Linked DNA regions of Sus scrofa: regions 2, 3 and 4 are each linked to region 1. A link is a contact called in public Hi-C and HiChIP or PLAC-seq data. All regions are on one chromosome and are shown on one strand. The core of a region is the stretch at or near the end of the contact, and the rest is flanking DNA. Distances in the headings are between cores, read along the strand shown. Region 1 has its middle 32 kb from the start of DLC1. Region 2 overlaps DLC1 (rho GTPase-activating protein 7). Region 3 overlaps DLC1 (rho GTPase-activating protein 7). Region 4 overlaps DLC1 (rho GTPase-activating protein 7).

What was found. Hi-C and Micro-C count contacts between places; a contact is called where the count stands out from the background. HiChIP or PLAC-seq counts read pairs in DNA pulled down with a chosen protein or histone mark.
Region 2: a contact with region 1 is called in an H3K27ac HiChIP or PLAC-seq map of skeletal muscle. The contact joins two enhancer-like sites. A contact is called at or near these places in 1 of 5 promoter capture datasets (liver), 28 of 47 Hi-C or Micro-C datasets (adipocytes, alveolar macrophages, brain and 16 more) and 1 of 2 datasets of contacts at active chromatin or transcription factors (skeletal muscle).
Region 3: a Hi-C map of adipose tissue shows a contact between it and region 1, with 3 times the contacts expected there. The contact joins two enhancer-like sites. A contact is called at or near these places in 5 of 47 Hi-C or Micro-C datasets (adipose tissue, embryonic fibroblasts, heart right ventricle and 1 more) and 1 of 2 datasets of contacts at active chromatin or transcription factors (skeletal muscle).
Region 4: a contact with region 1 is called in an H3K27ac HiChIP or PLAC-seq map of skeletal muscle, with 7 times the contacts expected there. The contact joins two enhancer-like sites. A contact is called at or near these places in 3 of 47 Hi-C or Micro-C datasets (embryonic fibroblasts, heart right ventricle and skeletal muscle) and 1 of 2 datasets of contacts at active chromatin or transcription factors (skeletal muscle).

Annotation. Positions count from the first base shown.
Region 1 is chr17:1,666,003-1,671,421 of Sscrofa11.1, forward strand. No RefSeq gene overlaps it. Among named protein-coding and RNA genes, the nearest start is that of DLC1, 32 kb to the left of the region's middle. Within about 2 kb of position 3,324, at least 11 of the 83 cell types and tissues checked have an H3K27ac peak or open chromatin away from gene starts, as enhancers often do. A contact at or near this core is called in adipose tissue and skeletal muscle, where this site is marked.
Region 2 is chr17:1,434,181-1,439,599 of Sscrofa11.1, forward strand. The region is part of intron 4 of DLC1 (rho GTPase-activating protein 7); the gene reads right to left. Among named protein-coding and RNA genes, the nearest start is that of C17H8orf48, 170 kb to the right of the region's middle. Within about 2 kb of position 2,426, at least 4 of the 83 cell types and tissues checked have an H3K27ac peak or open chromatin away from gene starts, as enhancers often do. A contact at or near this core is called in skeletal muscle, where this site is marked.
Region 3 is chr17:1,498,935-1,504,353 of Sscrofa11.1, forward strand. The region is part of intron 2 of DLC1 (rho GTPase-activating protein 7); the gene reads right to left. Among named protein-coding and RNA genes, the nearest start is that of C17H8orf48, 110 kb to the right of the region's middle. Within about 2 kb of position 2,402, at least 8 of the 83 cell types and tissues checked have an H3K27ac peak or open chromatin away from gene starts, as enhancers often do. A contact at or near this core is called in adipose tissue, where this site is marked.
Region 4 is chr17:1,519,466-1,524,884 of Sscrofa11.1, forward strand. The region is part of intron 2 of DLC1 (rho GTPase-activating protein 7); the gene reads right to left. Among named protein-coding and RNA genes, the nearest start is that of C17H8orf48, 88 kb to the right of the region's middle. Within about 2 kb of position 3,031, at least 15 of the 83 cell types and tissues checked have an H3K27ac peak or open chromatin away from gene starts, as enhancers often do. A contact at or near this core is called in skeletal muscle, where this site is marked.

The sequences.
Region 1 (5,419 bases), core at 2,074-4,573:
CCAGAAAATAGCAGCTGTGTCATATGGGGAATGCTTATTACAAATGGAAATGTTTAAGTTGGAGCAAGGAAGACTTAAAAGAGACAAAGCACTGTCACAAGCCTGCCATATGGATGAATCTGTGAAAATAACAGAGGGCAAGTTTCCCATTAACATAAACTAAAACATCCTAACATTAGCTTTGATTCAAAATGGAACGTTTCTTGGAGGGTTGTAAGTTCCCAGGACTAGGGATGTTCATGTGGACCTGGAACTATAAAGTCAGATATCAGGTGTTCTATCGATAGTTTTGAAATGAATAATTGAAGATAGGGAAGATAAATTTATCATGCACCTACATTTTCCTATCTAGAAAAATAGTCATATAATTTATTCAATAATCACTTCCACTGCAAATATAATCTTAATTTACTGATTAGAGACTTAAAGCCCAGAGACCAACTTAGTAAAGATCACAAAGTAAGTGGAGACCCAGAATTTCTCCAAAACCTCTCTGGCTCCAATCTGTGCCTGCTCCATCCAGTTGTTTTTTTTTTTTTTCCAGACTCAAGATTATATAATCCACCAGTTACTATAGATAATATTGGAATGGAGAATGATAAAATGCAGATACATGAGTATGTTACAAAATATTAGATACATGTAAATAGACAACCCTATCAATCATGAAGCTTTTTTTCTACTGAGGGGTGACAGAAAGCAGAACAAGATTATTTTAGATAGTGCTAAGTGCTATAAAGAAAATGTAAATATAGAGGGAGGAGAACTTTATGTAAGGCAGCTAGGTGAGACCTCTTCAAAGATGTGAAATGCACCTGAGACCTGCAAAGAGAAGGAGTCAGGTGTGTAGAGAGCCGTATGTAAAGAGTTCCAGGCTGGAGTAACAGAAAGCCATGAGGCAGACATGAGATCCAAAAATCTGTTATTAAAATTTGGCAAATAACAGAGGTAATTCGTGACATGTCATCAGAGAGAAAGTCAGACTTTAGCTAGACCTTCTGGTCTATGCCAGTGTCTAGATTCTATTCTGTATCCAGTGGGAAGCCTTACATGATGTGGGCACATGCTAAAAGATGTTTATTACAAGCTGTGGAGGATATTTTTCAAGACTGACAAGGGTAGAAATAAAGAAATCATCAATAAAGATATTTCAGAAGAATGAGAAAGTAATACCCAACAATAAAAATGGAGATAAATGGACTTTTTCCAGCTTGTAAAGCCTTTATTGAAACATAAGTTACATAAGATAAAATACACATATTTGAAGTTTGTGGAATTTTAACACATATATGTGCTTTCAGCTACACTTTTGAGGGAACACAATCAGGACATAAAGAAATCTTTTGGATAATAAAAACTTTTTTTAAAATAAAAATGAAGTCTTAGAAAATAAATTGAGGTCAAACTTCTAGAATATAGGACAGACTAGATATAGTGACAGAAAACTTAAGAGGCATAGAGGATCACTGCAATCTCCAACTATTAAATATTTTAAAAAGTGAAGAATATTAGTGATATAAAATGATATTGCATAGTTTCATGAGGGAAAAATAGGATTTAGGAAATAGTAGAGCCAACCTGAAGTAACATTAAAGGGACTTCTTAGATGGTCAGATAGGCAGTAGGCCCACAAAACCAGAATGAGAAGCATTGATGGAATTATTTGTGACTAACCTCTCTGGGGGTAAAAATAGGTGGTCTAAAATACGATTGAAACTTTAGAAAAACTTGAGAATATGATGCAAGTGAGTAGAGATTTAAAAAAATTTTTTGTTGTTGATAAACTCCACTAATTGACCCATTTCAGAGATTAACCAGACAGAGCAGAACATAGCTATTATCAACTCTGCTGATATAAAACTTAAATGCATAGTTGACATATGTGAAAGGGAAAGGAGAATGGAAGGAAAGGTAGGAAAGAGAAGTTCCTCATTTCACAAAGTTCCTCATTTCCTATCATTAATGGATCAAGAAAAAGTGGTTTAAATCGATTTTTTAAAGTTGCAACAGTAACCAGGGAAGCATCTATAAGCAAAGAATTACTGTTGGAAAGAAGGAGCAGGAAAACTAAAGCTTAGGATAGGTGAATTCTCTCTTTTCCTGTTAGAAACTCAATAAATAATGTCAGTAATCAACAAAACAAAAACCTCAGTATAAATACATGATTCAGAAATGAAGAGATAATCACCAGATAATGAATTGAGAACAACAAATGATTTTTGTCTCTGAAAGCAGAAACAGAAAAATAGTGATTAGGACTGCAACTTGTTTTTAATTCTAGATTTTCTAGAAATATTTGAGTTTTTAAACCACATGTATGTTTTGTGTATTTCTTTTCTTTTTTTCTTTCTTTTTTTTTTTTTTTTTTTTTTGCTTTTTAGGGCCACACTCATGGCATATGGAGGTTCCCAGGCTAGGGGTCTAATAGGAGCTACAGCTGCTGGCCTACGCCAGAGCCACAGCAATGCCAGATCTGAGTCGCATCTGCGACCTACACCACAGTTCACGGCAATGCAGGATCCTTAACCCACTGAGCAAGGCCAGGGATGGAACGCGTAACCTCTTGGTTTCTATTCGGATTCCTTTCCGATGCACCACAACAGGAACGCTGTTTTGTGTATTTCTTAAAGAAACATTAAAAAAAGTCTGCTACTGAATTTCCCTTTGTGGCGCAGCGGAAACGAATCCGACTAGAAACCATGAGGTTACAGGTTCCATCCCTGGCCTTGCTCAGTGGGTTAAGGATCCTGCATTGCTGTGAACTGTGGTGTAGGTCGCAGATGCGGCTCAGATCTGGCATTGCTGTGGCTCTGGCGTAGGCCAGCAGCTGTAGCTCCTATTAGACCCCTAGCCTGGGAACCTCCATATGCCCTGAGTGTGGCCCTAAAAAACAAACAAACAAACAAAAAGTCTGTTATTGCTAATTAGTAATAGAATTTCTGAAACATTAGATATGTTCAAACATTTTTAATTATGATACTGTTTTTCTTAATATATCTACCTAATATATCCATCTATAACTACTCAGTAAAAATGTGAATGTGATAAAAAGTATATCTGTATTCCAAATAGAAATGGTGCCATTACCTTGGAAGAAAAAAAGCAATAGATTTAGAATTGAAAAAGAAAAACACTGGGATAATTTCCTGGAGTGTGCCTCAGTTGATAATTATTTATCTTATTTGTATGTTCTTTCTTATTGCTAGGCAATTGGGATATTTATACAACTACATCATAGCTTTTTATTATTATGTGCTGGAAACTTTGATAATAAAATGAGAGCTCATCTTGCTTGCTAAACTCAACTGAGAACAACTTTAGTAAAAAAAAAAAAAAATTGGAAGAATTAAGGAAGCAACCAGCCAAACACTAATAAAAATCAGATGCACTATAAACTGCACAAGATCTGAATATAATCTGTTCTTTGTTAACATCAAATAACTATTCAGTAGCTTGAGATTTCAATTCACTATATATCAGGGATATTCAAAAGTTGTTAGTGATGAATCACATAGCAAAGTAAATTAAGGCTACTAATCGATTATGTTTTATATATTGCCATTTCTTGATGTCAGGTTATCCATTCACTTCTGGATGATTTTTAATTGAAATAAACTTGTATTAAGGTTAAAAAATATGATCTTTATTATTCAAGATTATTTGTAGCAATATGTTCATATGGTTGGCACTTTTTACATTCCAGAGCATTAATATTGCACAAACTGAATTGGCATGCACTTATTTCTTGGCCAATAATAACTTCCATGGCATGTGACTATGAAGGCATGAACCTGAAAGCGATCCAAGAACTTTCACATCTCTGAGGGACCATGGAAAGGAACAAGCAGACTCTGACCAGAGCTATTTACTTTTTTAAAAAAGTAGATATTTATTAAATGTTTACTTGGATCCAGTTTCTGCACATTTAAAACATGCCCTGGAATCAGGATGATATACTTTGACATTGATTTTGGTTACTTTGCCCTGGGAAGGTGCTATAAAATCCAGAATCCTTGGGTTGATTTCTTCTATTTTGACGTCCTTGTTTTTCCCTCTGACCTGTCACACAATTTCCATTTTTGATCTACATAATTATGCAATTCTCAAATAATGTTCTTAATGGCCAACTGCAAGAGAGAGAGCACCCAGTATTTAGGCAAGGGTACTTTCTGATTAAGTTATCCTTTAATTGATCACCCCATGTTTACTCTAACCCACTTTATTACATTGGAGATAATTGTATATGACCTCCAAATTCTCAAATGTCACATAACGATCTGGTGATGGCTGGGACATGGAGACGGGGATGGCATACTCTAGGAGGCTGGCCTTGACCAATATTTATTAACTGCTTTCTGTGCCTCTTTCAGTTAAGATGTATCAAGTTCACAATTTTTGCATGTTGCAGGGAAGCGCAATTTGGAATAATATCCATTAGAGTCAATTGCTGTGGAATATGTTGCCTTCCCCACATAGTTACACACTAGGAACTTTCAAATCACAAAACATATAGGCGAAAACATATGGAGAACTGGGAAAGGAGAAGGAAGAGGAGGGGGAGAGAAAAGGATATATGTGGATGATGATGATCTCCCTTAACTTATCAAACATGGTAAAGCAGCCATCTGAGAGTGCATTTCATTTCTGAAATCCTTAGAAAATATCCTTAGACGTCAACCCTTTACTTGAAGATCAAGCTGTTCTTTCTCACACTATTTTTTTCCATGCATGATATGCATGATTGTAACTTAGAATATGCTGCAAGTATTTGGGTTAATGGAGAGGTGCTCCCAAAGCCCCTGGACTTAATTTTTAAAACATTTAAAACCTAATTTTTAAAAGGTTAAATTACTGCTCCTACAGGGCATCTTTTTCCAGGCACCCTCTTAGATGGTTGCTGGATTTCCATGGGTGTTGAGGAAGGGCATGGTCACTGGCTTTGCCAAGGCCCTTGGAGATCTGCAGTCAGGCACCCTTCCTGGTGGAAACCAAGCTGGTCACCAACTCCTGTACATCCCTAACACTTTATGTACTTGGGAGATCTTATTATGACTTATTATGCTATTCTTAAAATGTCTTTTTCTCTTGGTAATTAATGCAAACTTTTGAAATGTCCTTGAATAATTATTTTTTAAGACTTGTAAACATAGGGAATTCCTGGGAAACTACAGCGTTGTTTAATTTTGGCAAAGATGGACTAGAATGTGACCTTTTAACCAAGTAATGGATTTGAATTTCATTTCATTTTGAACTGGTATGAGGTACAGGAGGTAATTGCCATCTCATCATTTTAAAAGGTGTTACTAAAAATCTTACTTGGACACAGGAAGCTAGATTACACTTCTCTATTGAGCCAGTTGATTGAACTTTATCAGGCAAACTCACAAACTCCAGTTTGAAAAGTGAGTGAAAGAAAAAC
Region 2 (5,419 bases), core at 1,176-3,675, 230 kb before region 1:
CAGTTACCCATGGGGCCTCTTCCTGCTGCCCAAGCAGCTCCTAAGTCAGAATGTATCTCTTTAGTCCCCTGGAGTCAGTCTGATTTAATTCCCTTCACCCACGCTTGATCTGACCATTTGAGATCCAATAGGTGTACTTATCCCTGAAATCCATCCTTCTTCTTCCTCTTCTTCTTCTTTATTTTTTTTGCTTTTTTAGGGTTGTACCTGAGGCATGTGGAGGTTCCCAGGCTAGGGGTTGAATCAGAGCTGCAGTTGCCAGCCTACACCACACCCACAGCAATGTGGGATCCGAGCCAAGTCTGAGACCTACACCACAGCTCATGACAATGCCAGATCCTTAACCTACTGAAAAAGGCCATGGATCGAACCCACATCCTCATGGGTACTAATCGGGTTAGTAACCCGCTGAGCCAAAATGGGAACTCTTGATATCTTCTTTCTGCCAGGAAGCTACTGAAGCTTCTAGAGCTCAGCCCCAAACTGAATGTCCAGAACCCCTGGCCAGGCAGAATCCATCCCTGGTCACTGCATTAAACCTCTTCCCCATCACAATTCCCAAGAAATGGACTCATACAGAAGGATGTTTCTTCAGTACTTGTTGGAACTGAGGAAGAAAGAAATCAAGCCAATGATGACAAAAACTTATGTCATGTACACCCCCCAAAATACAAAAAAAAGAAAGTCTAGGCAAACTTCTAAACACTTACATTTTTTTTTAATTCTCTCTGCAAGAATGTAATTATTCATTTTAAACATCTATCATCATCAGTTCTTTTTATTGTGCTCAAATTTGTTTATTTAGAGCTCAACTGAAGTCAACGTATAGGCTATTTTGTAATACTTTGTAATGTGTTCTGACTTAATGTATTTAAAAAAACTTACTTTTAAATATTTTCCCCTCATAAGGGGGATATAAGTCATACCTTTGGCTGGGCCAATCAAGGAACTGAAGGGTGGTACTCATCTAGTTTTGGGTTGTGTGTACCTATCTTTAGTCCTGTCTGAATATAGTTTCAGTCAATGACCAAAAAGTACCACAATAACCTTGAACTTGTGGTTTTATCTTGCTCAGTATGCTTATTTCTCAGATAGCTTTAGAGAAGAAGTGTGTTCCCTGGCAGTCCTAATCACATCTCAGGACACAGACCCCTGTGATAGCATGTTAAAATGAAGTTCTGATCTAAACCCTAAAGTTTGTATTGCAAAAGAGAACTGATAGAGTGGGTGAGAGATTCTTGAACATCTTCTAGACCCATAGAACCTTATGCTCTGCAGTAGGAGTTTCCTGTTCTCCTCTTCCTTTCACATCCCATGACATAGCTGCTAGCAAGTGATGTATACGGTAAGCTAGAAAGGAAAAGGAAGCTGACTCTCTATCTCTAATCTTTCCTGGCTGCAGGCAGACACCTGCATTTCGCAGGATGGACTAGTGGAATGGGGAGAAGCCTTACAGATAAAGGAAGACTGAAATGTTGATTATTAAAGGGATCGAACTTTTTCATTTCTGATTCAAGCCTGCTATATTATGGAATTTAAAATGACTGCATTACTTAACAGTATCTAGAAAGAGCTGTGGGAGTCCCTGAGTTTTTGTCTAAGCGAGGGAGGGAGAAAAGCAGCTGCTATGGGTGCTTGTTGTGGAAAGGGTAAGAAAAAATTAATTTGTTTTGTGATTTCATTCCAATAGGAGGTACATATTTAACACATTATCACATCCCTAAAAAAAAGATACAGAAAAAGATAATAAATCTTCCCTCAATAAAACGTCTTCCACTAGCCTCTGTTATTCCTTCCTTCCATTATTGCCAAAAACATCCTAGAAGCATGTGTACTTAAATGGGTACATTTTATAACATGTAAATCATATCTTAATAAGGTTGATTTATTAAAAAAAGCACTGATTTTTCTTCTCATACCTACTTCTGCTTCTCTATTCTCTTAGTGACCCTGCCATTTACTTGCTTTTCCAAGATATAAATTTTGAATCCACCTTTAATCCTTCCTTCTCTCCTCCTTTGCAAAACACTATCAGTTCTACTTCCACTAGTGTATCTTCTCTGCTCCTTATCACTGTTCTCTTCAGGCCACCACTCTCCTGGGCCTAAATCATTATCACAAAAGCTTATCTGCTCTTCCCAGCTCCTTCTGATGTCTCCTAAAACCCCACACTCTGATTCTGCTTTTTTTCCTGCATTTGTGAGATTCTCGTTCTTTAAAATATAAACCAAATGACTTTATTTTCTCGTTTAAAAGCCATCCCCATATTTCTCTTAAGGTATATGTTTTGGTCAGGGTATTGAAAGTTATCCACAAATTCGTCCAAAGGCTATTCTAGCTGCCTTTTCTGCTAGGTGTAGTTATGTATCCCATTCTTTTCTCAAGCTAGATTGCTCAATATACCCTGAGTGGACTAATATTTTTGTTTTCTGATGCTCATTACATGTTATTTCTCTTCTTTTTTGGTCATCTGGGAAAGACCACATTCCATTGTCAATGCCTCTGGGAAGTCTTACCTAAGGGTTCCCAACTTCTCTGAAAGAAATAATACATTTTTTTAACATTCAAACTTAGATTTGCTAATGACTTTAATATGGTACTAAGTACATCTTTTCATAACCACATATTTGGGTCTCTGTTTCTTTCATCACAGACTGCTCCCCGTGAAGCTGAAGGCCATGACATGTGTGGTCTAAGCAGCTGCTCCTAGGGCTAATGCATCAATTCCCCTACTGCTGGGAAAAGTGGCTGCCAATGGCTGCAGCTGTTTCCCCTGAGAAATGCCCTTCACAGCCAGGACTGCCTCATTCAATATTACATCACTTTCTAGGGGCAGCATAAGACCCATAGTTGACTGGTGCAGGGATCCAACCTCCTTGTCTCAATTTGGGACAACCCTGAAGGGCCACACAAGCTCCAGAGAGCTCCAGAGAATCAGCTGAGGCTGTAATTGTTACTGCATTGTAGCTCAACCAACTCCGCCCTCTGCCTTCCTCACTTCCATGCATGTCCATCTCCCAAGAACACTCACCAATAAAGCTACTCTGGGCAATTTTTGGCCCCAGAGTCTGATTCCAAAGATTCCAATCATGTAATTTCCCCATCTTTTTTTCCTTAAATTTTATCCTAGTGCCTAGCACAGTGGCCATATTGAGTTCTTACAGTTTAATTTTTTTTTGAAAAAAAAAAAAGAATTGTTTCATAACATTAATGTTCATAACTTTAAAAGTATTAGAGTTCAGCTACATTATAAATTAGAAAGGCTTTGTTTAATAAAATGTAGAATAATTTCATAAGGACATGAATATATCTGTTAGATATATTACACATGGCTAATAATGTTCTTTACATTCTGATTAAGGTAAGTTGTTCAAATGTCTAATACATATTTTAAAAATTCATATTTACTAGAAATGAAAAAATTCTCTCTAACAAATATGCAAGTCTTTTTGGTCAATGTAACTATATAAGAGAATATTAAAAATGCTGACAAAAATATATGTAGACATCATGGTATTAATAATATTGTTAATAGTATTGTTAATAATAATGTTAATATATTAACATCATAGTGTTAATAATATTCCATTTAATACAGAAAAATCTATAAGTTTGCTATAAGTAGGGAGAAGATTGCCCAATCTTGATATATTCATGAAGCTCAAAATGTAAAATTTAATACTTAGTAAATATTTGTGTAGCAAATACATTTAAGTGGAAATTAAATTAGCTCTGAATTCTAAATGTTTTTATCAATCTAAAGTTATTTAAAATTCTGATTTGACTCCCCAATAGACAGTAAAAAAAAAAAAAAGTGAAACTATCTACAGTCTGATGTCTGAACTATAGAATGTAATGATCTGGACCAGCAGAAATTCCAGATACAGGCTAAGTCAAGTTGCTCTGATCTGGAGTCTGCTCTCTCCCAAATGTGTTTGTTTCTTTTCTTTTCTTTTTTTTTTTTTTTGTTTTTTTAGGGCTGCACCTGTGGCATATGGAGGTTCCCAGGCTAGGAGTCTAATCGGAGCCATAGCTGCCGGCCTACACTGCAGCCACAGCAACGCCAGATCCAAGCCACATCTGCAACCTACACCACAACTCATGGCAACGCTGGATCCTTAACCCATTGAGCAAGGCCAGGGTTCAAACCAGCAACCTCATGGTTCCTAGTCGGATTCGTTTCCGCTGCACCACTACAGGAACTCCTGTTTTTGTTTCATGGCACTCAGATCTCATGACTTAGTGATGATGAAACTTTAGCAGTGAACATGCCCCTCCGGCAGCAGAGAAGTTCTAGGGGTAGCTTCACCAGGATGCTTTTGGAAATGTAGCAGACATATATAATAAGAGGCTGTCTGGACCCAAGAAAAAATTCCCCAATATTTTTCTCACCCACATAATTTGTTTAAGGATTTAAAGAAATTTAATCCTATGGATTGATCAAAGAAGATCTTAATCAGAAGGCTAATATATAAAAGGGATTAAAGTAAATAAGTCTGACTGGGGTAAATGGGGGAAGGCAGTTATGGGGATGCCCAGAACACACAGTCTGAACAGCACTGACTGATTGTTATTACTTCCTGTGTGTATGATTCTCTGCATTTCACAGTATGAATGATTTGGTAAATACCCATTCAGTAAATTACTGCAGTATATACACAAAGGTAGAATTTTCAAAATGAATCAACATAACAACAAAATAAAATGGATGAAGCAATCTATGGTAAAAAGGAAACAATTGGAGTTGTTTTCATGAGCATGAATAGATTTTCCTTTGAAGGAATTTACTAATCAAGAAGTTGACTGGATTTCCTTTGCTGTGCAGAAACTTTTAAGTTTAATTAAGTCCCATTTGTTTATTTTTGACTTTACTGTCATTACTCTAAGAGGTGGATCTGAGAACATGTAGCTGTCCTTTATGTTGGAGAGTGTTGGCCTATGTTTTCCTTTAAGAGTTTTATAGTATCTGGTCTTATATCTAGGTTTTTAATCCATTTTGAGTTTATTTTTGTGTACGATGTTAGGGAGTATTCTAATTTCATTCTTCTACATGTGGCTGTCTAGTTTTCCCAGCACCATTTGATCCAGTAATCCCACTCCTGGGCATCTATCCAGAGAAAACCATGACTTGAAAAGACACATGTACTCCAATGTTCATTGCAGCACTATTTGCAATAGCCAAGACATGGAAACAACCTAAATGTCCATCGACAGGAGTGGATCAAGAAGATGTGGTACATTTATACAATGGACTATTACTCAGCCATTAAAATGAACAAAATATCAGCATTTTTAGCAACATGGATGGACCTAGAAATTATCATGCTAAGTGAAGTCAGCCATACAATAAGACACCAACATCAAATGCTATCACTGACATGTGGAATCTTAAAAAAGGACAGAATGAACTTCTTTGCAG
Region 3 (5,419 bases), core at 1,152-3,651, 170 kb before region 1:
GACTTACTGCCCTAAACCCAACAGTATAAACATAGGCACAGAGGAAAGAACCACCAATTATTAAAGCTATCGCCTAGGACAACCCCAAAGATCAGAACATCTCGTTAATTCCACAAAAGCCACAGTAATGAGTAGGGACAGAATTAGTATCTATGACATGCCGGTGACTACAGACTTAACCTGACATTACTGTAGGGAGGCCTCTTTTTGTGAGTGATATCATCCTACCCTGAGGTGCAACAGCTGTAAAAGAAAGCAAAACAAAGCAAAAATAACCCAGACATCTTTCTTTTTCTAGGTTGAAATCCTGAGGAATCTGCATACTCAGCACCTAAGACTTTTCCAAGGAGCCAAATCTAATTCAGCATATTTTACTTCCAACTAAGAAATACAAAGAAATGCAATTTCAAACCCTTGTGCCCATATTCGGTATACTTCATTTCAAAGGAAGTCTTAAAGAATCCAAAGCAAAGAGTTACGGGATGATTTAAGTTAGCTTTATGATATTCAGTGAAAAAATGATAAGATAGCCTCCAAAAAGAGTAAAACAATGAAATGGACAAATGTTCCACAAATGAGAACAGAAAAACCTGAAAAATGATGACAGAAAATAACAGTTACCCTCAAGATCAATGAAATTTCTACCTTGCTCATCTTTACTGTCATAGTGCTATTCAAACAACAATCCCCAGGATAAAAAAATATATAAAGTATTCCAGCAACACTGTAATAGTATTTAATCTCATACATAATATAGTGTTTTGGGGAATTTTAAATACTTACTTGTTTTCTTTCTCTGTTATTTTCAAATTGTGAGGAATGAAAAAATAACATTCATTTTATGTTTTTATCTCTTGATTTCTACAAACCCTTCCAAATGGGAAGAACTGTTATTGGAAACCATGGCCTGGGTTTGTTCATTTAGTCATGACTAAGTTTTAAATCATCATGCACTTGAGGCAAAAATTTCGGCCCCGTGTAAATTAAAACAAAACAAAAGCCAGAGAAAAAGAAAACAACAACAATGAAACAACTAGGCCTCAGTTCTCATGTTTCTTGTGACTTTAAAATGGTTCCCCAAACTTTTACTGTGTTCAGGGCTCCAGGCTTCACTGCATTGAGTAACATGTATGCTATAAATTCAACTTACTAGCAACCTATTTTTCAAATGTTGATATTTTTAGAATCAGAATACAATTCGTTTGCCCTAGAAATAAAATGATGCCCTTGGAAGTCAATTCATCTCCAACATTATTTTTAGAAAACATTTTTGTGCATTCATGTAATTCTAATGTTTTCTTATTAAGTACATGATTTATACGACTAACTCTTTGTGACATTGAGTGCTATCTATTTGGCATGTTTTAGATTTGGTTCAGGTGAATGCGTGGTTATAAAGCATTTATCTTTCATATATTTTCACATTTTTCATCTTTATTGACCAGATGTGGGAAGATGGGATTTTTGTCCATGTTATCCGACTTCAGAGCCTTTGCTGTTTTCTGCCCCTCAATACTATTTTAGAAAAAAAAAAGTTGCTTGTTAGATACTGCCTTTATTTCTTCTGGGTGATAAATAGTACAATAAAATAATCTTCCTAGAGATTGTCAGTTTTCGTTTATGCAGAGGATAGGCTAAGATTTAGGTACAAATCAGAAAATAATTTTTTTTCTAGTGTTAACTGCTATTCTGGAATGGATGATGTGGTTGCAGTTGCTTGCCTTTTATTTTTATTTTTTAAATTTTATGTCTTTTTTTCTTTTCAATGAGACCTGCCAATTTGGTTTTCCTGATCCTTTGAGCATACTTTGCAAACTAATCTCAAACTTTAAAATGCCCTGTTGCTTTCATATTTTTTCTTTTTTTTTTTAAATTCTATATTTATTTATTTATTTATTTTCCCGCTGTACAGCATGGGGAGCAAGTTACTCTTACATGTATACATTTTTTCCCCACCCTTTGTTCTGTTGCAATATGAGTATCTAGACATAGTTCTCAATGCTACTCAACAGGATCTCCTTGTAAATCTATTCCAAGTTGTATCTGATAAGCCCAAGCTCCAGATCCCTCCCACTCCCTCCCTCTCCCATCGGGCAGCCATGAGTCATATTTTTAAGAAAACTTATATGTGCATTCTATCAGGCTCTGAAATATTTTTGAATCGTGTATGTGTAAATCCTCCTAAACCATATTCCCAGGATGGTGACGTATGTGAAAGATTCAAGGCCCAAGATATTGGCATTATGGATAACTAAAACGTTAATAATTTTTTTTTTATTCTGATGAGCCCAAATTTTGAAATAAAACTCTTCTTGGAAACTAACTCTAGTGGACTTGCTCAACATCAGTGATTATGGCTGGGCAGGCCTCTGACCAGGTGACTCACTCTCCTTCGCAATTGCTCAGCTTATGCTTCATCACTGTGGGTATCCACTGACACTCAAACGGAAAAAAGCTTGGTAATGAATCATGAAGTCCTGGAATAGAAGTGTATTTTCAAGCGATATTCATGGGATTTCCCAGGATCGAAAGAATAGTTTCTCTCCTCTTAAAATTTCTTTTAGGAGTAGTGTCTACGTTATCCTTAAAATGAATCCCACCCTTCTCCTTTCTCCTTAGTGTTCAGTATTTACTTGTTCATTTTAAATCAGAAACACTCTATCTTGGTTGAGAACATTCGGGGTCACAGGTGATGTCATTTCTAACATACTGCTACAAATGCACAGTAACGGATTTGACAACGAAGGCAACACCATTTTTTCTCAACCATTTCTGGGCTTGACCAAGGTTTTTGGGCATTTGCGCTTGAATCCTTTAGCCATTTGGTTTTGAGACCCAGATGAACTCAGGCAGTTAAGGCCAGTTTGCTGGCACTTCATGGATTACTGAAAAAACCAATTTAATGAACATCTTGTACCTTACAAGCCACAATCATTCCAGAGGTTAACCTTACGAAGCAATTAAGAAAAATCGTCCCAGTATTGTGAAATGACCTAGAATCAGAGATCAGTGGGCTTGACAAAGACTCTTTTTATGTAGAAAGCTAAGTATACAGTTGGACTTGAGTAAATAATAGTCTTTGGAGATGTGGAGATTGGCAGATAGCTCAGCTCTGATGGAGTTGATATAATAGGGAGAGATAGAGGTAAGCTTTGCCTTTGCTAGAGAAAGAACAAAGGAAGGTCATTTTGAAATTCGTGAATCAATATTTCCAGTGTCAAATGAGGGATAATTGTCTCTTTCAAAGAAGAAAATGTATTGGTATTGTTTTAATTAACTCAAGAAGTATAATTTTCAAAATGTATTAATTACTGGATATTGTATGCATATTGACAAACATAGCTCAGGATTTAGGAATCTGACATGGGAAGAGTGAATCCTGTGTTGTCCCTTTGCATGCTAGTGGCAAGTTGAGATGTGATGTGAAGAAAAATTAAATCTTATCAAGAACACAATAGGGTATTGTCTAACTGAGGAATACTTTTCGACTTAGTGGCAGTTATAACTCTGTAATACCCAATCAAAAACTTCTCCAAATTTATATTTCTGTGAAAGTTTCAGCAATTATATGTGCCACTGGGATTCTCAGTTTTTAGTCCTGAATCTTATTCATAATACATAATTCATCTTTTGACATCATTTTCTTATTAACTTAGGAAAATATGTACTTAAAGAATCAAGGAGAAATTCTGCAATAAAATATATTAAAATTAGAAGTAATGAAAGTTAAGAGGTTTAGCATAAAAATAAAATTAATATTAGAATTTGAAAAGTAAATTTATTTTTAACTGAAATGATGCACTTTATTTTTCTGAGCATTTTTTCTTTTTTGAGCACATAACTTAATATTTTGAAGTGTTTGTATTTTAAGTCGGAAAAGTTTTTCTGAATAATCTTGCAAAATTAACAGCCATAGAACAAATTTTTCCAAATAATATCATCATCACAATAAAATAAAAGATACATATATATGTGTGTGTATGTGTGTGTGTCAAATTTCCTTAAGATATCTTTAAGATGAAGGAAAATAGTAAATATATTTGAGAAACAAAGGTATAAAATTATCTTTGCCTGGTTTAAGTCACATTGAATTAATTAATTAATTAATTAATTTTTTTTTCTTCTTACTGTCTCCCTGTGGCATATGTAAGTTCCCAGGCTAGAGGTGGAATCAGAGCTTTAAATGGGGCCTCCTTCACAGCCATCCATGGCAACACTGGATCAGAGCCTCATTGCTGCAGCTACAGCACCAGATCCTTAACCCACTGAGTAAGCCAGGAATGGAACCCACATCATCAGAGAGAAAAGTTTGGGTCCTTACCCGGCTGAGCCACAATGAGAACTCCCTATTTATTATTTCTTTTTTTTAATTGATTATTTCTTAATCAGACTTGTTTTGCCCTTAAGCCTGACTTGTTCTGCCCTTGAGCCTGACTTGTTCTCAGCTGCATCCAGCATCAAATTTTGTTTGAGAGACAGTCTTTAGAAATCTTATATAAAAATGCATTGACTACAATAACATTTGAAGAGTTATTTAATGAAAAAAGGTAAAGCAAATTTAATTTTTTAGGAGTTTCCATTGTGGCTCAGTGGGATAAGGACCTGACGTAGTCAGGTTTGATCCCTGGCCTCGTTCAGTGGGTTAAGGATGTGGTATGGCTGCAGTGTAGTCACAGATGTGGCTTGGATCTGGTGTTGCCATGGCTGTGGCATAGTCCTCAGCTGAAGCTCTGATTCGACCCCTAGCCTGGGAATTTCCATATGCTGCATGTGTAGAGTTAAAAAAAAAGAAATTAATATTTTAAAATATTTTCTTCATAAATATATATTTGTTTATAAATACATAAAATTAGTTAATTTGAAATTATGTTAGATTATATCTACCTCTGCCTATAATTTGACTGACCTCAGTAGTTATATGTGTTTCAGAAATTAAACATCATAAAATGAGAGTAAAAGGGTTACTCAACTCATGTTATCCATGTATGGCTGGTGGATATACTGAAATATTTTCTGCTTAATATCAAAATATCTAGATATCCTCATGTCAAATTGATGATGTGATTGCTATATTTCACAAGGTTTTTACTTTTCAACCATTAGGTGAAGCTTTAAATATAAATAACTATCATATAATCACCGGAAGAAAATAAAGTGGATACTTTAAATTATTGTTCTGTTCTGTTCTCAACTTGAATGGCTTCAGTGTAATACACTGATCTTAGAATTAAAATACTGGTAGTCATGGTAGTAGCCTAGATCTGAGAATGCTGCCTCAGCTATGGATCTGGTCTTTACAAACCATGTTGATCTCACGTGGCCAAGTCTGGCGTCTCAGGGTTAAAGCCCAATCATACACGTGTGGTGGCCCAGGACTGCAGGGTTTCCTCACTGGGACATTCTAACATCAAAACAGCCT
Region 4 (5,419 bases), core at 1,781-4,280, 150 kb before region 1:
TGATTTTAATAATTTCTTTGCCTTAAATATCTTTATTTCTTTTATTTATCTTTTATATTTTCCTTTTCCTTTCCAAGTCCTTAGTTTTACAGCATTTGGTAGGAATATTTTTTCCCATATAATAAACTTTTAACTGAATATTGAAATCCGTTGACATGTATTGTGATTATTGATATAATTGATATCACTTCCTTATTCTACCTCCTTATATAATCAATAATTAGATTCTGTCATACCATGTTAACATTTAACATTTTTCTATTTTATTTATTCCATATTTAATATATTCTGCATTTATTTGGGTACTGATTGAATTTTTTAACTTATTTGTATCCCATTTTGTTCTCTGCAATTTATTCACCCAAGTCCAGTCCTTCAGTAATCATTCTTGAAATCTTACCATTTATTTTTAGTATGGCAAATTTATGTTATAAAATCTAAAGGTGAAAAAAATCTTAATTTAACCCCTACTTTCCTGAGACGTACAAGAAACTTTGAGCTTTTTAACTCTGAACTCCCCTCTTCTGATATATCCTCAGTTGCAGAAGCTGTCTTCTCTGTTTTATAATTTGTAATTGAATATCATTCTTGATCTTAGTAGATGTGAATTCTGTGGTCATAATTTGAGAACTGGGGATTTGTTTTTTTTGGCTGGAGAGGCTTTGCTTATGCCAGGGGCTAGGAGATACTAACAAACTTGAGGGGCTTAGCTTAGCTTGGGCTCCCCTTCCCATCCTAAAGTTGGCTCAAGACTCAGTTTCCCAGCTGTAATGCTGCTCTTAGTACGTGTCCTCAGCAACCCTATTCTTCCCTGCTGCCCACTACTCAGGCTCCCATCAAAGTTCCAGGTCTTTCTTTTGCCCGTAGCTCATGAAGAGATGCTCACTGGTGGTCTTCCCTACCCTTCGTGAAACCCATGGCATCTAAAAAAGTCCTTTCCAGGGTTTAGGTGGACTGAAACAGGAAGTTCCTTTTGGGCCACCCTGCTTAAAGGGAAGTCTCCTTTTCAACCATTTTAATAATATAGTAAAGTAAAAATTATTACATCTTTACCTTGAAGAAGTTTTGACACAGAGAGGCCAACTTACACAAGACACAGCAGCAATTTAAGAGATTAGCCTCTCAACTTTGCTTTTTCACTTCAATTCCATATTCTTTTTGATTGTAAAACAAATAAAAAGTAAAAAATGATTGTGCAAAGCAATAACACACTGATGCTGAGGGGAGGTAGAATGAGGATGTGATCAGAGTTTTTGTTCTCGCAGAAGCAATTGTTTTTAAAGAATATGTGGAATTCAGTTACATGTATACTACTTCTCATATTTTCCTAGTAACACCAACCCCTTTCATTATCAATTCCCATGAGTCAGATCATCATCATCAACTTACTCTAAACAGTATAAAATTAATGCATGTTCTTGCATAGGAATTCATTTATTTGTCTCCCTTGTGACAGATTTTGTGATAATAATTTTCCATGCTTAGGACTCACTGTTACCCTAACTCTGCCAATAGATGCAACTGCAGATGAAATAACTTCCTCAGTGTCACAATCTAATATGTGGCGAGATCCAAGAATCAAACTGAATTTTGTCTCTTTCCAGAATCCACTCTCTTGCCCTTTCTATCTTTTATGAATTTTGTGCAGCAGCCCAGCTTTCTAGGAGTGAGAAAGAACTGCACAGTGATTATGCTCTGAAGAGTAGCGCTGTCTGTAAGATTTCCATAGGCCCACATTCCAATGCATAGGTCAAAGAGTAAAAGTTCCTTTTCCTTTTTTTTTTCGATTTTATAAATAAACCACAGTCTTGGAAGTTCTGGAAGTCATCTATATTTTAAATAAAGCCTTAAAAAGTGAGATCAATATAGCTTTTCTAAAAGATCCTATGTATTCCATTAGAATTGGGTTTTCACATTAATGCCTGGTCCTAGTGCCCACACCATGTCCAGAATAATGAGATTTGGAGCCCTAACTCACCAAGTTCTGAACAAAAGCTCTGATATTTAATTGCTCTGTGACCTGGAATTATGTTCCTTATTTGTCAATGCCTTAGTTTTTTCATCTACCACTTTCTATGTAATGTGTAAGTTGTTAATGATGATTAAATGAGATAATACACATAAAGAGTCTGGATCTGGTGCTGGCAGATAGCTAATGCTCAAATAGCAGAAATTATAGGAATTTCAAAGATAAAGTATAGATAGTGTGATTTGCAATATCCTAAACTTTTTATTGAAGTTTGTATTTGTTATTGTATTGTTAACATGAAATTTGTATTTCATGTTAAGATTAACATGAAATATTTCAATAAGAAATAATGATAAATATTACTGAAATACATAACCTTCCTAATTTGACATGATTTTGACCTTCTAAACAACTTTAGTTGTTCAAGTTGCATGGCTATGGAAGTATGATATTGCTTTGCTAAAATCTATGCAGATCTTTAAATTATCTAAAGCCCTTGAGTTTTTCCGAAGGGAAAGCATAAATTGTGAAAAGAATTAAATATATAGGCGACTCTAGTTTTTATCCACCAGAACAGTGGTATAATAGCTCAGTATTCTAGGATAACATCTGGACAGGGCAGCTTATTTTGTATAAAAAGTGGCAATTGGATGTCCCTTGATTTTTCTCTCATTTATATAAAGCACTGCCTAACAATAAATCAGCTTGTGTTCAGTCATCCATCCAGCTCCATTTTTTTTCCTTAGTGAACAAAGCTAATTCTACTTGTAGAAGAATTTAATGCAATATTTGAATAAAACAATTCCTTGATACAGCTGAATAAAAGGAAAGCACATTTGCTTTATCTGATATCACTTAAAAGTGAGTCAGAAAAAAGTAATTTATTACCCAAGGGACTTTTATTTTTATTTTGTTATTTGAGCATTATGTGCTAGGTAACTATTCTAATGGCCTTTTAGTATAAAGAATGGCTTTCAGCAAAGTCCCTGGAAGGCTCCTTGCAGATTCCCTCGCCCCATCTACTCCCACCCACTTCCTTGGGTGACATCAGCACGAGGCCTTTCCCCCGAAGGAGATCTCAGGGCTGAGGGGCAGTCATGAAGCTCTCCCACTCTGGGACCACAAAAATCCCCAAAGTTTCTTAGCTAACACCCTTTAAAAAATTGAGGCCTGTGGAAAACCTACGCACGGAAAGTCTGTTTCTATTTCAGTTGTGTATCAGTTAAGATGGAAAATTTTTAAAGTCCACACAGATGGTAAATAAATTTCTGCTACATGAGGCAGTTCCTGGAATAAAGTAATTTTCTCAAATAACAAGTGCCAACTTATTTTTTTCAGCGGAACTTATTTTTAACTTTCCCAGGGAATGGTTGGGAGGCCGGGAGCAGTGTCCTTCACCTTAGGAATCTGAGTCTCCTTCCAGAAGAAACGATAGCTGTTCTCACTACAGACTTACATGTATGTATACATACACTGAGTGAAGGGGGTGGTTGTTCATTTTCTTAGAGGAGGAGAATGAGGGAGGGAGGGAGAAGATGGAGAATGTCAGAAATATTTATGTTTTCATTCAATGTTTAGTTTTCTATAACTTACTCCAAACAGTATGAAATTAACTCATATCCTTGTGTAGGAATTAATTAACGATCTTGAATTCATGGCCATTAATCCTTTGGAATTCTTCACCCCCTGTTAGGCTTGGCCTGTCCCCAGAAATCTTTAGCATTTGTCTCTGAGGACATAGTTGAAACCCCCTACGGGTTTGCTGGGTCATGCTTCATTGGGGAGAGCCATCCCTGGGCTGCAATTGGCAGCGATTGCATGCATGTTAAACAAAACTATGCCACTTGCTAAAGGGTGATTCAAACATTTCTTGCAGTAACAGAGATTCCCTATTCAGAACAAACACAAAGACTGACTATTAAAAAATTAAATTATGTTGTAACACACTGATGGTTTTAATGCAGATATTATAGCACTCTGCTAACACATAGCCCTTTTTATTAAGTTTATTTTTTCTTTTTGGTAAAACCTTTCACTCAGCACCACAAAGAGTCTACCGATCTATAAGTACATATTAACAGAGTGCCTGTATACTAGTCACTGTAGGAGTAAGGAAAAAAGAAAAACCTGTCTTTACCTTAAAGAGGTTTTAGTCGAAAAGACAAATACAGGCGTACCTCGTTTCACTGTGCTTTGCCTTTTTGTTCTTTGCAGATATTGCAGTTTTTTAACAAATTGAAGGTCTGTGGAAATGCTGTGTGGAGAGAGCCTATGGGCGCCATTTTGCCAACAGCATCTGCTTACTTCCTGCCTCTGTCACATTTCTGTCATTCTCGTGATACTTTGCTTTTTTATTATTGTATTTGTTGTGTGGATCTGTGATCAGTGATCTTTTACATTACTCTTGTAATTGTTTTGACATTTTTAAGCAGTAAAACATTTTTAAATGAAGGTATGTACATTTTTTTTTTTAAAGACTAAATGTTATCCCACACTTAATAGACTACTCTACAGCGTAAACATAACATTTACATACACTGGGAAACCAAAAAATTCATGTGATTTGCTTCATTGCAATATTTGCTTTATCGCAGTTCTCTGGAACCAAACCTGCAACATCTCCAAGGAACCATCAGAGGCCAGACCATGTGATGGTGAACACTGGAGTGTGGAGCTCAGTGTAATATGCCCACCTGATAAATGAATGCCCCTCACTCCTAATTCATGTGCTTACGTCCTAACTCCCAATATGATGGCATTAGGAGGAGGGCCTAGGGGAAGTATAGGCAGCCCTGGCTTTTTGAAAATTTGATTTACCCAACTTTGCTTTTAAGGAAGACCTATATTAGTACTTGTTTTCACTAACTGAAAGAAATTGGAAAGAGATTTTTGCTTTTATGCAAAAAGTGAAAATAGTTTTTACTCTTGGTTTTGCAACCATTATAGAGGCACCCAGAGCAGTGGGATGGCACTGCCACGCTCCTTCCCCAGGAACTACACTCAGCATCAAGCCCCATAGCTCTGAACTGTGTCGGTGAACCTCTGTGCTTCATCTTGACTTATTTTGTGATTCCATTAGCAAGATGTGTCCTAAGGTAATTGCTTCTTAGCTGTATGCTGTTTTAGCTGCACAAAGTTTTCATAGAGATGCTCTATTTTCCTACAGCAGGGAATCATATAATTAGGTTTAGATAGTATTAACAAGGCTGGAGCCCCCACAAAAGGATTGGTAACTTCATAGAAGAGGAAGAGACACCAGGGCTTCCTCTCTCCACCATATAAACACATGATGAGCAGGTGGCCACCTGAAGGCCTAGAAGAGAGCCTTCACCAGAACTGGGTCATAGTGGCACATGATCTTCTTGCCTCCAGAACTGTGAGAAAATAAACGTCTATTGTTTAAGGACCCAACCTATTGTAATTTGGTTAGCACCTGAGTAGACTAAGACA